2 separate regions of the Oncorhynchus mykiss genome follow, and region 1 is linked to region 2. A link is a contact called in public Hi-C data. All regions are on one chromosome and are shown on one strand. Each heading gives the region's core, a stretch centred on a gene start, on an enhancer-like site or on the middle of the called end of the contact. The rest is flanking DNA. Distances are from core to core; before and after follow the strand shown.

The links. Hi-C and Micro-C count contacts between places; a contact is called where the count stands out from the background.
Region 1: a contact with region 2 is called in a Hi-C map of liver, with 5 times the contacts expected there. The contact joins the promoter of LOC110520419 here to the promoter of LOC110520417 in region 2. A contact is called at or near these places in 2 of 3 Hi-C or Micro-C datasets (blood and liver).

The regions. Positions count from the first base shown.
Region 1 is chr3:65,961,073-65,967,192 of USDA_OmykA_1.1, forward strand. It overlaps LOC110520419 (mannosyl-oligosaccharide 1,2-alpha-mannosidase IB), which reads right to left and starts at 2,641. Exons shown (of 15, transcript XM_021597732.2): 1 at 2,567-2,641; 2 at 1,708-1,773; 3 at 576-1,070. The coding sequence starts at 889.
Region 2 is chr3:65,772,124-65,778,686 of USDA_OmykA_1.1, forward strand. LOC110520417 (ganglioside-induced differentiation-associated protein 2) reads left to right here and starts at 5,073. Exons shown (of 14, transcript XM_021597727.2): 1 at 5,073-5,419. It also overlaps the pseudogene LOC110504474.

The DNA of each region.
Region 1 (6,120 bases), core at 1,391-3,890, 190 kb after region 2:
CAGATGCATAAAGGCTACAGGAGTTCTTATTGTGTTGGTTTCAGTGGCCATCCCTCACCCCTAGGTATGAAATGCAGAAGACACATTTCAGTTGAATACATTCAGTTATTCAACTCACTAGGTATCTCCCTTTCCTGTCCCACCTGGCTTTTTAGAGTCATGTGACTGTACTCTGGTAGCTCTTGAATAAGATCTGTGGACAAAAAAAAATTGATGGAGATACGAACCAGACAGACAGTGTTATTTTATGTAAATGCTACTGATGTCCCAATAAGCGGTTGAGTTCTACGTAGATGATTTCTCTGCTCCTCTTTCTTCAAAGCCGTCATAGGGCGGCGCACAATTGGCCCAGGTCCGGGTTTGGCCATCAATGCAAATAAGAATTTGTTCTTAACTGATGTGCCTCGTTAAATAAAGGTTACATTTAAAAAATGTGTTTAAATAAAAGCAGTGTCTAATAAATGTAGCCTAGTTGGAGTTGCTTTAGAGATTGCACTTTTGTAATGCATTTTAATTCACACTGACATGTGTAAAGTTTAGGGAGCAACAGGTGAGCAGCCCTCAGCATCTCTTACCTGTGTCTGTGTTCATCATGGTCCCCCTGTCCATGTATGACCACCTGTCCACCAGGATGCTTAGCCCCCTTGGGCGCCTCGATGTGCGGAATCAGCACGTCCTCCAAGCCCAGGTCGAAGCGCTTGTGTTTTGAGTTGTCCGGGAGGAAGAAGAAAGCTCCAAAGCATAAAGTGATGAAGGCACTGAGGATGAGGAGCAGGATAAACTTCTCTGAGAGCCTCAGGGTGGCCCTGTGGTGTGGGAAAGAGGCGGCGCCGGGTGACAGGGTGGGTATCCTGCGGCCCGACAGTGGCAGTAGAGCTGGTGTGGTCATGTTGGATTGTGGAAATTAACTCAGGGTGGAGATACAGACCAGACAGACAGTGTTATAAATGTCACAGCTGTATTATCTGCTGCTGTATTATCTCATTGTGGCGGCAAGTACGTGTCCAGAAATCAAGTGTCGTGGTCCCTCAGTGAAGTGACTGGTCACCAGTAAATGTATGGGTTTTATTCTGAAATTGAAGGAGAGAGTAATGAGGAAATAGCAGGTAGCTAGCTACATTACTCCGATATTATCGTATGGTTGGATTAGCCTGAAAACTGCCTGTCTTACAGTCAGACAAATAGCATAAAAAAGGTCACACTCAAAATACACTGGAGGCTTTTAAAAGTCATTACATTTACGAAAACATAAGCACATGCTTCTGACTAGGGTGAAATGTACTATATTTATTAAGTACACAATCTTATTTTGTCCATAAGGACAAGTCATCCAGAACGCACAGTGCATTGAAAGCACTTTCCAAGGAGTGTCGGCAAATAAATGTGTCAAACCGGTTTGAAAAGGGAAAGATATTTCTAGGTATGCAGGCTAGCAGATGTTACATAAAATTGCGCTACGTAGATAACAGAAACACCTGCGTGAGCGCGTGATACCATCACACACTACGCCAACAATGCACATCACCACCACCATTCAGTGATACCTAGTGTACTAAACTCCACTTCTTCACCGTGGAGTTATCATATAACAAATGTAGTGCGAGACGACACATTTAAAAAAAAATAATACAAAAAATGTTACTGTAATATACTTCCAAGTAACACTTAAGAATATTTAGTTAATCAGCTTGGAGAAACCAATCTTACCGTGCAAATCCTTTTGTCATTCTGATCCATGTTGTTTGGTTGAGATCCGAACGCTAACGTTCTGAACTGGATAACAAAAAAACGAATCAAACCCAACGACACAAAACTATTAATACAGTTAAGCAATTGTTTAATACCTAACTAACTAAATGTTGTAAACTAATTGAGCAGGATACATAGCTTTCAAACAGTGAACATTAACATCGAGCGATTGTCGCATAATCGACAAGAATGAAGCTTTAATGGCTAAATTACCGAGAAATTCCTCCATTTCCATGTCATAAACAAATGCGCAGGTAAAATGTTATGTTGCCGTTAAATTCAACACGTACTGCTAGCTAGTTGAATACTCCCAATATATTTGCTCAGCTTCTTCACTCGGCCCTACGTCTGATTTCGGCGTCTACACAGAATACCAAGTTCATCCGCTGAATTGACAGGCTTGGCTAGCACAGCTAGATGGCTAGCTAGCTAAATTGCTAAAGGAGAAACTGACTATCTACCATTAGCTGATTAAACAAATACATGTGCACCCGCAATAATTGTATTGTAATATTAGCAACTTTTTTTCGGATATGTTGAGGTTTAAAACGACTTGGCCAAAAGACTGCGCCTTTTTCTGTAAAGGCATCTACCTAGCTAGCTACTGTAAGCTAGCTACCGGAGGCGGTCCGTTACGATTGTTTCGCTGCTGCTGCATCACCTCAATAATGCCTTTGAGGAAATCGGTGACAGAAAGGCATCCTAGTCCACAGTTTCCAAATAGCTGCTTTCAGAAATAGGCTCATGTCTTCAGCTAGCTAGTTATGATTGCCTTTAAGAGTTTTGCTTTCCACTTTGCTTCTTTCGTTGTGATTACCTAGCCCTGTCTATGTTCAGGCATGTTGATACTGCTGCAAAGACCGAAAACTCCTCCCCTCATTCTCCAGCCTGGTAAAATTTAGGGAGCGTCTATCAATTTCGAAAGGCTATTTGCAACGTGTTTATCTGTGTAAATTAGCAGTGTTCTGGCTGCGTTTAGACAGGCAGCCCAATTCGGATATTTTTTCACTAATAGGTGTTTTGATAATCAGATCAGATGTGATTGGTCAAAAGAAAGCATTTCACAGGGATGCTGGCCAATGTTGACTTCAATGCTTCACAAAGTTGTGTCAAATTGGCTGGTGGATCATTATTGAGACACACAGAAACTGTTGAGTGTGAAAAAAACAGCAGCGTTGCAGTTCTTGACACAAACCTGGAACTTACATATTTTGTCTTGACCATTCACTCCCTAAATGGCACAAACAAACAATCCATGTTTTTATTTTATTTTTATTTCACCTTTATTTCACCAGGTAGGCAAGTTGAGAACAAGTTCTCATTTACAATTGCGACCTGGCCAAGATAAAGCAAAGCAGTGTGACACAAACAACAACACAGAGTTACACATGGAATTAACAAGCGTACAGTCAATAACACAATAGAAAAAAAAGAAAGTCTATATACAGTGTGTGCAAATGGTGTGAGGAGGTAAGGCAATAAATAGGCCATAGTAGCTAAGTAATTACAATTTAGCAAATTAACACTGGAGTGATAGATGTCCAGATGATCATGTGCAAGTGGAAACACTGGTATGGAAAAGAGCAGAAAAGTCAGTAAAAACAATATGGAGATGAGGTAGGCAGATTGGATGGGCTATTTACAGATGGGCTATTTACAGCTGCAGCGATCGGTTAGCTGCTCAGATAGCTGATGTTAAAAGTTAGTGAGGGAAATATAAGTCTCCAGCTTAAGCGATTTTTGCAATTCGTTCCAGTCATTGGCAGCAGAGAACTGGAGGGAAAGGCGGCCAAAGTAGGCGTTGGCTTTGGGGATGACCAGTGAGATACACCTGCTGGAGCGTGTGCTACGGGTGGGTGTTGTTATCGTGACCAGTGAGCTGAGATAAGGCGGAGCTTTACCTAGCATAGACCTATAGATGACCTGGAGCCTGTGGGTCTGGCAATGAATATGTAGCGAGGGCCAGCCGACCAGAGCATACGGGTCGCAGTGGTGGGTAGTATATGGGGCTTTGGTGACAAAACAGACGGCACTGTGATAGCCTCCAACACTACTCAGCATGCAGTCTATTTTGTAAATGACATCGCCGAAGTCGAGGATCGGTAGGATAGTCAGTTTTACAAGGGTATGTTTGGCGCCGTGAGTGAAGGGGGCTTTGTTGCGAAATAGGAAGCTGATTCTAGATTTAATTTTGGATTGGAGATGTTTAATATGAGTCTGAAAGGAGAGTTTACAGTCTAGCCAGACACCTACAGTGGGGAGAACAAGTATTTGTTACACTGCCGATTTTCCTACATACAAAGCATGTAGAGGTCTGTAATTGTTATCATAGGTACACTTCAACTGTACCTATGATAGGTACAGGATTTTAATCCATGACGGCGTAGTGTGTTACTAATCGTTTTCTTTGAGACTGGTCCCAGCTCTCTTCAGGTCATTGACCAGGTCCTGCCGTGTAGTTCTGGGCTGATCCCTCACCTTCCTCATGATCATTGATGCCCCACAAGGTGAGATCTTGCATGGAGCCCCAGACCGAGGGTGATTGACCGTCATCTTGAACTTCCATTTTCTAATAATTGCGCCAACAGTTGTTGCCTTCTCACCAAGCTGCTTGCCTATTGTCCTGTAGCCCATCCCAGCCTTGTGCACATCTACAATTCTATCCCTGATGTCCTTACACAGCTCTCTGCTCTTGGCCATTGTGGAGATGTTGGAGTCTGTTTGATTGAGTGTGTGGACAGGTGTCTTTTATACAGGTAACAAGTTCAAACAGGTGCAGTTAATACAGGTAATGAGTGGAGAACTGGGGGGGCTTCTTAACGAAAAACTAACAGGTCTGTGAGAGCCAGATTTCTTACTGTTTGGTAGGTGATCAAACTTATGTCATGCAATAAAATGCAAAATAATTACTTAAAAGTCATACAATGTGATTTTCTGGATTATTGTTTTAGATTCAGTCTCTCACAGTTGAAGTGCACCTATGATAAAAAATTAAAGACCTCTACATGCTTTGTAAGTAGGAAAACCTGCAAAATTGGCAGTGTATCAAATACTTGTTCTCCCCACTGTAGGTATTTATAGTTGTCCACATACTCTACATCAGAACCATCCAGGGTAGTGATGCTAGTCTGGCGGTTGGGTGCGGGCAGCGAATGGTTGAAAAGCATGCATTTAGTTTTATTAGCGTTTAAGAGCAGTTGGAGGCCACCGAAGGAGTGTTGTATGGCATTGAAGCTTGTTTGGAGGTTTGTTTACACAGTGTCCAAAGAACGGCCAGAAGTATACAGAATGGTGTCGTCTGCGTAGAGGTGGATCAGGGAATCTTGCGCAGCAAGAGCGACAACGTTGATATCTATGCAGAGAAAAGAGTCGGCCCGAGAATTGAATCCTGTGGTACCCCCCATAGAGACTGCCAGAGGTCCGGACAACAGGACCTCCGATTTCACACTGAACTCTATCTGAGAAGTAGTTGGTGAACCATGCGAGGCAGTCATTTGAGAAACCAAGGCTGTTGAGTCTGCCGATAGGAATACGGTGATTGACAGAGTCGAAAGCCTTGGCCAGGTCGATGAAGATGGGTGCACAGTACTGTATTTTATCGATGGCGGTTATGATATCGTTTAGTACCTTGTGTGTGGCTGAGGTGCACCCGTGACCAGCTCAGAAACCAGATTGCACAGCGGAGAAGGTACGGTGGGATTCGAAATGGTCAGTGATCTGTTTATTAACTTGGCTTTCGAAGACTTTAGAAAGGCAGGGCAAGATGGATATAGGTCTATAACAGTTTGAGTCTAGAGTGTCACCCCCTTTGAAGAGGGGGATGACTGCAGAAGCTTTCCAATCTTTAGGGATCTCGAATGATACGGAAGAGAGGTTGAACAGACTGGTAATAGGGGTTTCAACAATGGCGGCGGATAATTTTAGAAAGAGGGTCCAGATTGTGTAGCCCAGCTGATTTGTACGGGTCCATGTTTGCAGTTCTTTCAGAACATCTGCTATCTGGATTTGGGTGAAGGAGAAGCTGGGGAGGCTTGGGCAAGATGCTGCGGGGGGTGCAGAGCTGTTGGCCGCGGTTGAGGTAGCCAGGAGAAAAGCATGGCCAGCCGTGGAGAAATGCTTATTGAAATTCTCGATTATTGAGGATTTATCAGTGGTGACAGTGTTACCTAGCCTCAGTTCAGCGGGCAGCTGGGAGGAGGTGCTCTTATTCTCCATGGACTTTACAGTGTCCCAAAACATTTTGGAGTTTGTGATACAGGATGCAGATTTCTGTTTGAAAAAGCTAGTCTTTGCTTTCCTGACTGACTGCGAGTATTTGTTTCTGACTTCCCTGAAAAGTTGCATATCGCGGGGACTATTCGATGCTAGTGC
Region 2 (6,563 bases), core at 3,823-6,322:
CCTACTACCCTTGACAAAACATTGTAGTACGCTACTCTCATCACATGACTGGAACCATCGGCACAGCTGGCTTATCTTCAAATAAGCAGCTTCAGGATCGAATGGAACCGAGTGAACTCTGTAGTTCTGTTCAGGACTACAAGCCGGACAAAGACATCCACACGTAAATACATTCATGATTTCTTATTCCAAACGGGTGGCGGTTCGTGTGCAAACTATATGATTCATGTGAGAAAAGTCCTGAAATGTATCGACGATAAGTGTCTTTTTCTCTCTTTCTCCATGTTGTTGGATAAAAAGCCATATTGTGAAAGTCCGCTAGGGACCTTTGTCTCATGTAGTAAGTGTGTATGTTTCTTCTGTGTTATTTTTTAGTTGGCTAGTAAATAAATAATTAAACCAATTTGTGTAGCACTGAATCATTAGCAAGGCTGGGTTTTTTGCAGATGCTTGAGTTTACGACTGTTCAGAATGATGATATGAGGTAATGATTAATAAGAGCTCCATCTCCAGCTGTTTATTGATGTAATAGATATATACCTTATAGAGTTTAATTCCGGAGATGGTAACTCTTAAAACAACCTCTTCCGTGGTGCCCCAAATCCTAATTAGTTAATTGTTACATGATTAATTTAAATTGGGTTACAATTAAACATAGTTAGATGATTAAATAAATAACAATAATCAGATTAATGAAAGTAAAGTCATGACACAGCTTTGACTGTCTCTATGTTCTTCTTCGCCACTTCTGCTGCTTTTGGTCTCTCCAGGAACCTGTGAGACACACGAGACGTCAGTGAGAGAGAAACGACACAGAGAAAACACACCTTTATACTTCCACTGTTTGAAATAAATAATAATAAATTAAGTCACTCCGATGGGAAAGGGCGCTTTTAGGTCACATAATTGCTTGCCAATCATCAATATTCAACACATTTTTAATAATGGAACTCGAGGCCTCCTCTCCATATGGGAAATGTAACAGCATGGGAGTGAATGTCACCTCTAGAGTTTGGATGTGCTCAAACTTGACTGCATCTTATTGTTGTATCTTCTTTTCCTTCCCCGCTGTGAAGAACAGATGGTTTTGGGAACAAACTGAAGGTACATGATGCTGAGAAAAGAAAGAAGGAGAAGGAAAAGGAAAGCAGATGAGAAATGACAAAACGGCGACATGAAAGAGCAGGTGGGGTGATGTCATCGGTCAGAGGTGGCTAACTAGGACAGTGTTTCTGAAACTGGAGATTAAATTAAATATTTTACTGGAAATGGGGAGAGTGAAGTCAACGTATATTAAATGATATCATATGAGACCGTTGGTAAAGCGTCCACATTAAGCCATTTACACTGACCATATGTCTGACGGCTTAGGACGATGTGTTCTGGCAGTATATTATATATTCATATTAACATTAGGTTATACATTTTCTGTACCTGTCATCATGGGCAAACATAGATCGGTGACAGTCCCCAAAATCCAGACCCCAGATCTTGACGTTTCTGTCTGCAGAACCGGTTGCTATCATGGCACTGTCCTGACAGGTGGAGAAGAAGTAACATTCAGAGTCAAGACAGATTAGACACACATAACACACAGCAACTTTAACCATGCACATTCTATATTCATCTACCGTCACACATTACATTCGTTTTTAGTTTAGATTGGTTTGCCAGATTGAGTACTGGTACACACATGAGAGATGTCCAGGCAGAACACAGGGAGCTTGTGTCCATACAGAGAGAAGAAGAACTTGAGTGTGTCAGTGTAGAAGACCTTGACGGTACAGTGCAGCAGGGAGACAGCCAACAATCTCTGGTCAGGAGAATATTTCACACATGCAACACATCCTCATCCAGCTGCAGTGTACGCATGCGTTTCATCGTCAGCCTCCTGCAACACACACACACAAACTCCAGTCAAGGGCTCACTCCATAGAAGCTCACCTGAATAACACCATGCAGCCTGGGATCACTAGTACCTGCCTGGACAACAGAACTTCTTTGCCTCTAGTATAAAACAGCATTACTGTGTTATTGACAGTATGTGAAACAGAAGGAATACATCTTGGCTTACTTCTGTGCAGCCTCTCCATCCTTAATCAGCTGAAACTCTGACGTCACTATCCCCTCTGAGGAAATAACATAATAGTCAAATAAACAGTCAGAGCAAATGGGAAGGATTGTATTGTATGGGGGCAATCCCACGGTAAAGGAGTGATATTGAGACTTTAAAATGTATGTCAAACAAAGTGCAGATGCAAAGTTTGGTAATGTCATTTTGCTACCAAACTTTGCATCTGCATACTGTTCTTCAAGTAAATTTGCTTTTGTAAAAAAAATATGTGGAAATTGTTCAAAGTAATCATTGTGCATAGAGTTGTATGGTTTGTTTAACTTTTAAAACATTGGTTTTTGTTTGACATACTGTAGATTTTAAAGTGAGTCTCAGCATCACTCTGTAAACGTGGACTTGTCCATGGGCTTTTATCTACAGATAAGGGAAACTTTGGAGTTGTAATGGAGATTGGCACTTTAGAGGATGAGATCCATGAACACTCTACATGTATTGTGGATGATGTTGAACATGGACAGGTAGATCCTGACAGACAGACAGTACCTGATCAGGAGACGGACAGATGGTCCACAGAGCTCCGTTATGGGCATTGACAGTCTCCAGGAGGGTTCCTGATGCCAAGTCAAAGATCTGAATCTTACCACTCTGACAGGAGAGGAGAGAGACAGACTTGGTTAGCCCATAGACATTACATCATTGTATCTGTCCCACTATGGCGTCTGTGAGAGCATGGGCAGCGCCAACATGGCAAAAGTCCTCAATGGCACTGCTCATAATAAAACAGACTAGACTAGAGTCCTCTCTCGGTAAGCCTGAGTTCCACACAATAGTCCAATACTGGATAATACACATCTGCAGAAGTTTGGTGTATGTTAGTGTGTGCATGCATGTGTGTTACCTTGGTTCCTAGGATCATCTGCATTTCTCCAGGGACGAACAGGGAGCAGAGGGCATACTCACACGCCATGGTGCGAATCACCTGCAGGGTAGACCTGTGACAGAGAGGAACTTGGAACTTGTTACGACACCCATTCAGAATGAAGAAAACTTCTTATAATATGTGTCTAGGTGTCATAATATATGTAAACTTTTAAAGATGCTGGAAAGCCTAAAGCTTTAATTAACTAGATTTAACTTATACAGTGAAACCCCATGGTCAGGTCAATCCTAGCGCTGTGTGACCTGATGTTTCTACCTGTTCCAGACTTTGACAGTGTCCCCGGAGAGGCGGAAGGGACAGCAATGTTGTCTGAGCTGAAGGCCAATGTGCGGGCACCCTGGTCTCCCAGGGCGAGCCTGGAGATCTTAGTGCCCGTGGGGTTCTTATCAGACGTCTTGAGGCTGTAAGGCTCCACTGTGTTGTTCTGGAGCAGCATGGCTACCTTCAACTCCCCACCCGCAAACAGCAGGCAGTCCACCCATCTAGGATATAAAGTGACACAAAATGTTGGTTGGTTGATTGAGTGTGTGAGAGTATGCATTCGTGTGTGTGTGTGTGTGTGTGTGTACCTAATCTTGGCAGAGGCCTTGATGTTGGTCAGTCTCACAATCTCATAAGCCAGTTTCCTCTTCACCACAGGCTCTGGGGCTTCCTACTCCTCTGCACCCTGCACATCCCTACACGAGGGGGCAGCAGCACCTCATCTTTATATATTCACAAATGTAATCATCATAACTGTATATATAAACATTTGAAGTATTTAGTTTCATTGGAATTAGATTCCACACATGTTTGACGAATGTCCCAACTTGAACTACATCTGCAGACTGGTTTTTGCCATGGCTGTAGTGACAGCGTGATCTCTACTCTGTCTGCGACTTACCTGGCCTTCTTCTTGGCTCTCTTCAGCTTCTTGGCCATCACCCTCTCCACCTCGTCCTGGCAGCACACTGAACACCTCCAGCACCGCGTCAGAGCCCTGACGAAAGAGAGGGATGGGGAAAAGTAGGAAAGATCAGAGAAGAGAAAAATACACATCATGTTAGCGATCCGAGAAATGTATGACAATAAACCAAACACCGACCTCTATTGGACACTGTACTTATATCATTTCACCTAATTGGTAGTTTAGCAGGTAGAGTAGGGAACAATGAAACATTCAGGGACGTGAGGGTAATGAGGTCGAATACTGCTGAAGGCACTCTATTTAAAATAAATGTATGTGAAACCACACTTTCTGCACTGTTGTTCAAATAAATCGTTTTATTTAGTATAGTATCGCTTATGTCTTAAGCATCCGAAATAATGCCATAGATTCGGTTTTAGAAAAATAGTAATCCTGAAAGCAAAACATGGAAGCATTATGTAAACCTGCTGGTGTTCCAACTGGCCCTACTAAAGTCAACGATTTACCGCTGAGCCACGGAGTTTTGATGAAAACAGTAAAGAGAAAACATGTATATTTGATAATCATACGCTGCTGTTTATTGTTGACCAGCATATATCCCTAATGTGCACTGTGAACCGATAATGAAGCTCTAAGGAATTCACCGTTTTTTAGCAGAATTTTGTGAAAGCTCTGAAGCCTTCAGGAAGCTTAACCCTAACCTTAAATTAAGACCAAAAAGCTTATTTTTGTTTTCATTCATTTTTACGATATAACAATATATATTTTGGGGGGGGGGGGGGGGGGGGCTATGGTAACTAGTGGAAACCCGTTTTCTGTCTTCTGGGCACACGAGGAAGACCTTACTAATCAAACACATATGTAGTCGAACACAAACTATAAAACAGATATTTTTTTTTAAATACAGAAACACATAAACACAGAGAGGCAGAAAATACGTATATTTTAAATATGTTGTTATGATTATTGTACTTATAATCTTGTTCAATTGCAATTGAATTATCGATCAGTCACAGTAACTAGTTTTTGGATTTATTACATTAGTCTGTTTTATGGGGTTGCTTCTTGTGTTGTTGTTTATTTTATTACAAAATATCTCTGCTCTATGCCATATATTTGACCGTATATCTAAATGCATACATTTACCTACAATATAGAAAATGCTCTCGAGGATTTACTTACCGATAGCTGCAATTCTAATAGGTCCTCTGAATGCTGTACTATGCGTTTTACACAAATATTGGGATTTATTGTACATCCCTGGGCATTATTCCGGAAGGGATTGTTATGCGTGTTTGGGTTCTTTGTAGTGAATCAGCTGATCAGGTACTCGCCTAACTATAGTAAACGTGACTGTGCGATGGGAATTGGCTTGATCAAATCAAGTTTTGCCATGTTTGTGATCATAACAAAATCATGAAGACTCCCTGCATTCGATGCTTTTTGTAATTCAGTCCTGCTCGGAGTAGACAACATATTCGTGGACGAAGGAAAACGGGTAGGTGTAAATGTTTCTTCTGATTACCTAACGTTAGCTAGATAAATACATATTTGATTTCCTTCCCTTTTTCGACCTGCTACTATTTGCTGCCGTGCTAGCAGGTTATTTGCGAATCAAAGTAAAACGAAAGCAAACGCTGCACTGGTAATGTATGTGATGGTCAGCTGAGCTCGAACTCCATGGTTGGTGATGACGACACATTTTATGTTCTCATTTGATGTTTTTCCCATAAATAGGGCCTATTTAACCGTTCAAATGGTAATAACATAATATGAGTAATGTCACAAGCTAAAACACTAGGAAATGTTTGACCATGCTTCAGTAAACACAAATGTATACTTTTTTTTTCAAGTTATGAAAATTAGCTAGTATATATTTTGTCTTCATTCTGCATTTCATCGAGTCCTTATGGTCCATTCAAATTCCCTGTCTGTTTAGGTGCACTAATGTAACAGTAATGAGTCGGACCTAGTCAGACCTTGCTTGCCATATTCACCCAATTTGATCTAACTGCCACCTAACCTCCCAAAAATGCAATCAGAATATTTCAAACATAATAAAATGTCTACTGACAAATTTGGCTTCTGCTATTTAGGTGATAGGCTTTATTTGGCAGGTTGTAGACTAGAAGTTACAGAAGTCCTGCAACCGGTTAATTTATTACTGTCTAGAACTACACTAAACAAAAATGTAAACGCAACACGTAAAGTGTTGGTTCCATGAGCTGAAATAAAAGATCCAGCAACTTAGCACAGCCATTAAAGAGGAGTGGGACAACATTCCACAGGCCACAATCAACAGCCTGATAAAGCACGGCATGAGGCAAATGGTGATCACATCAGATACTGACTGGTCTTCTGATACACGCCTAGGGTAGCAAATGTTCAGAAGCTTTCCAGTAAATTAAGTTACGCCCTGGAATTTGGGGAATTTAGCTTAAATTCATTTTAACATTTTTTAGCTTATAACAGTTAACCTTTTTTGTGGGATACATGTAAGGCAATTCTAGGGCTTGTGGCATATTTTGGTTAACTATCCCCAACTCAATAGAATTGCAAACCTCTGCATGCACAGTGCATTCTTCCATCACATGTGCAGTGCACTCTCATCACATGTACAGCTGATTCTGAAGATCTTGCAC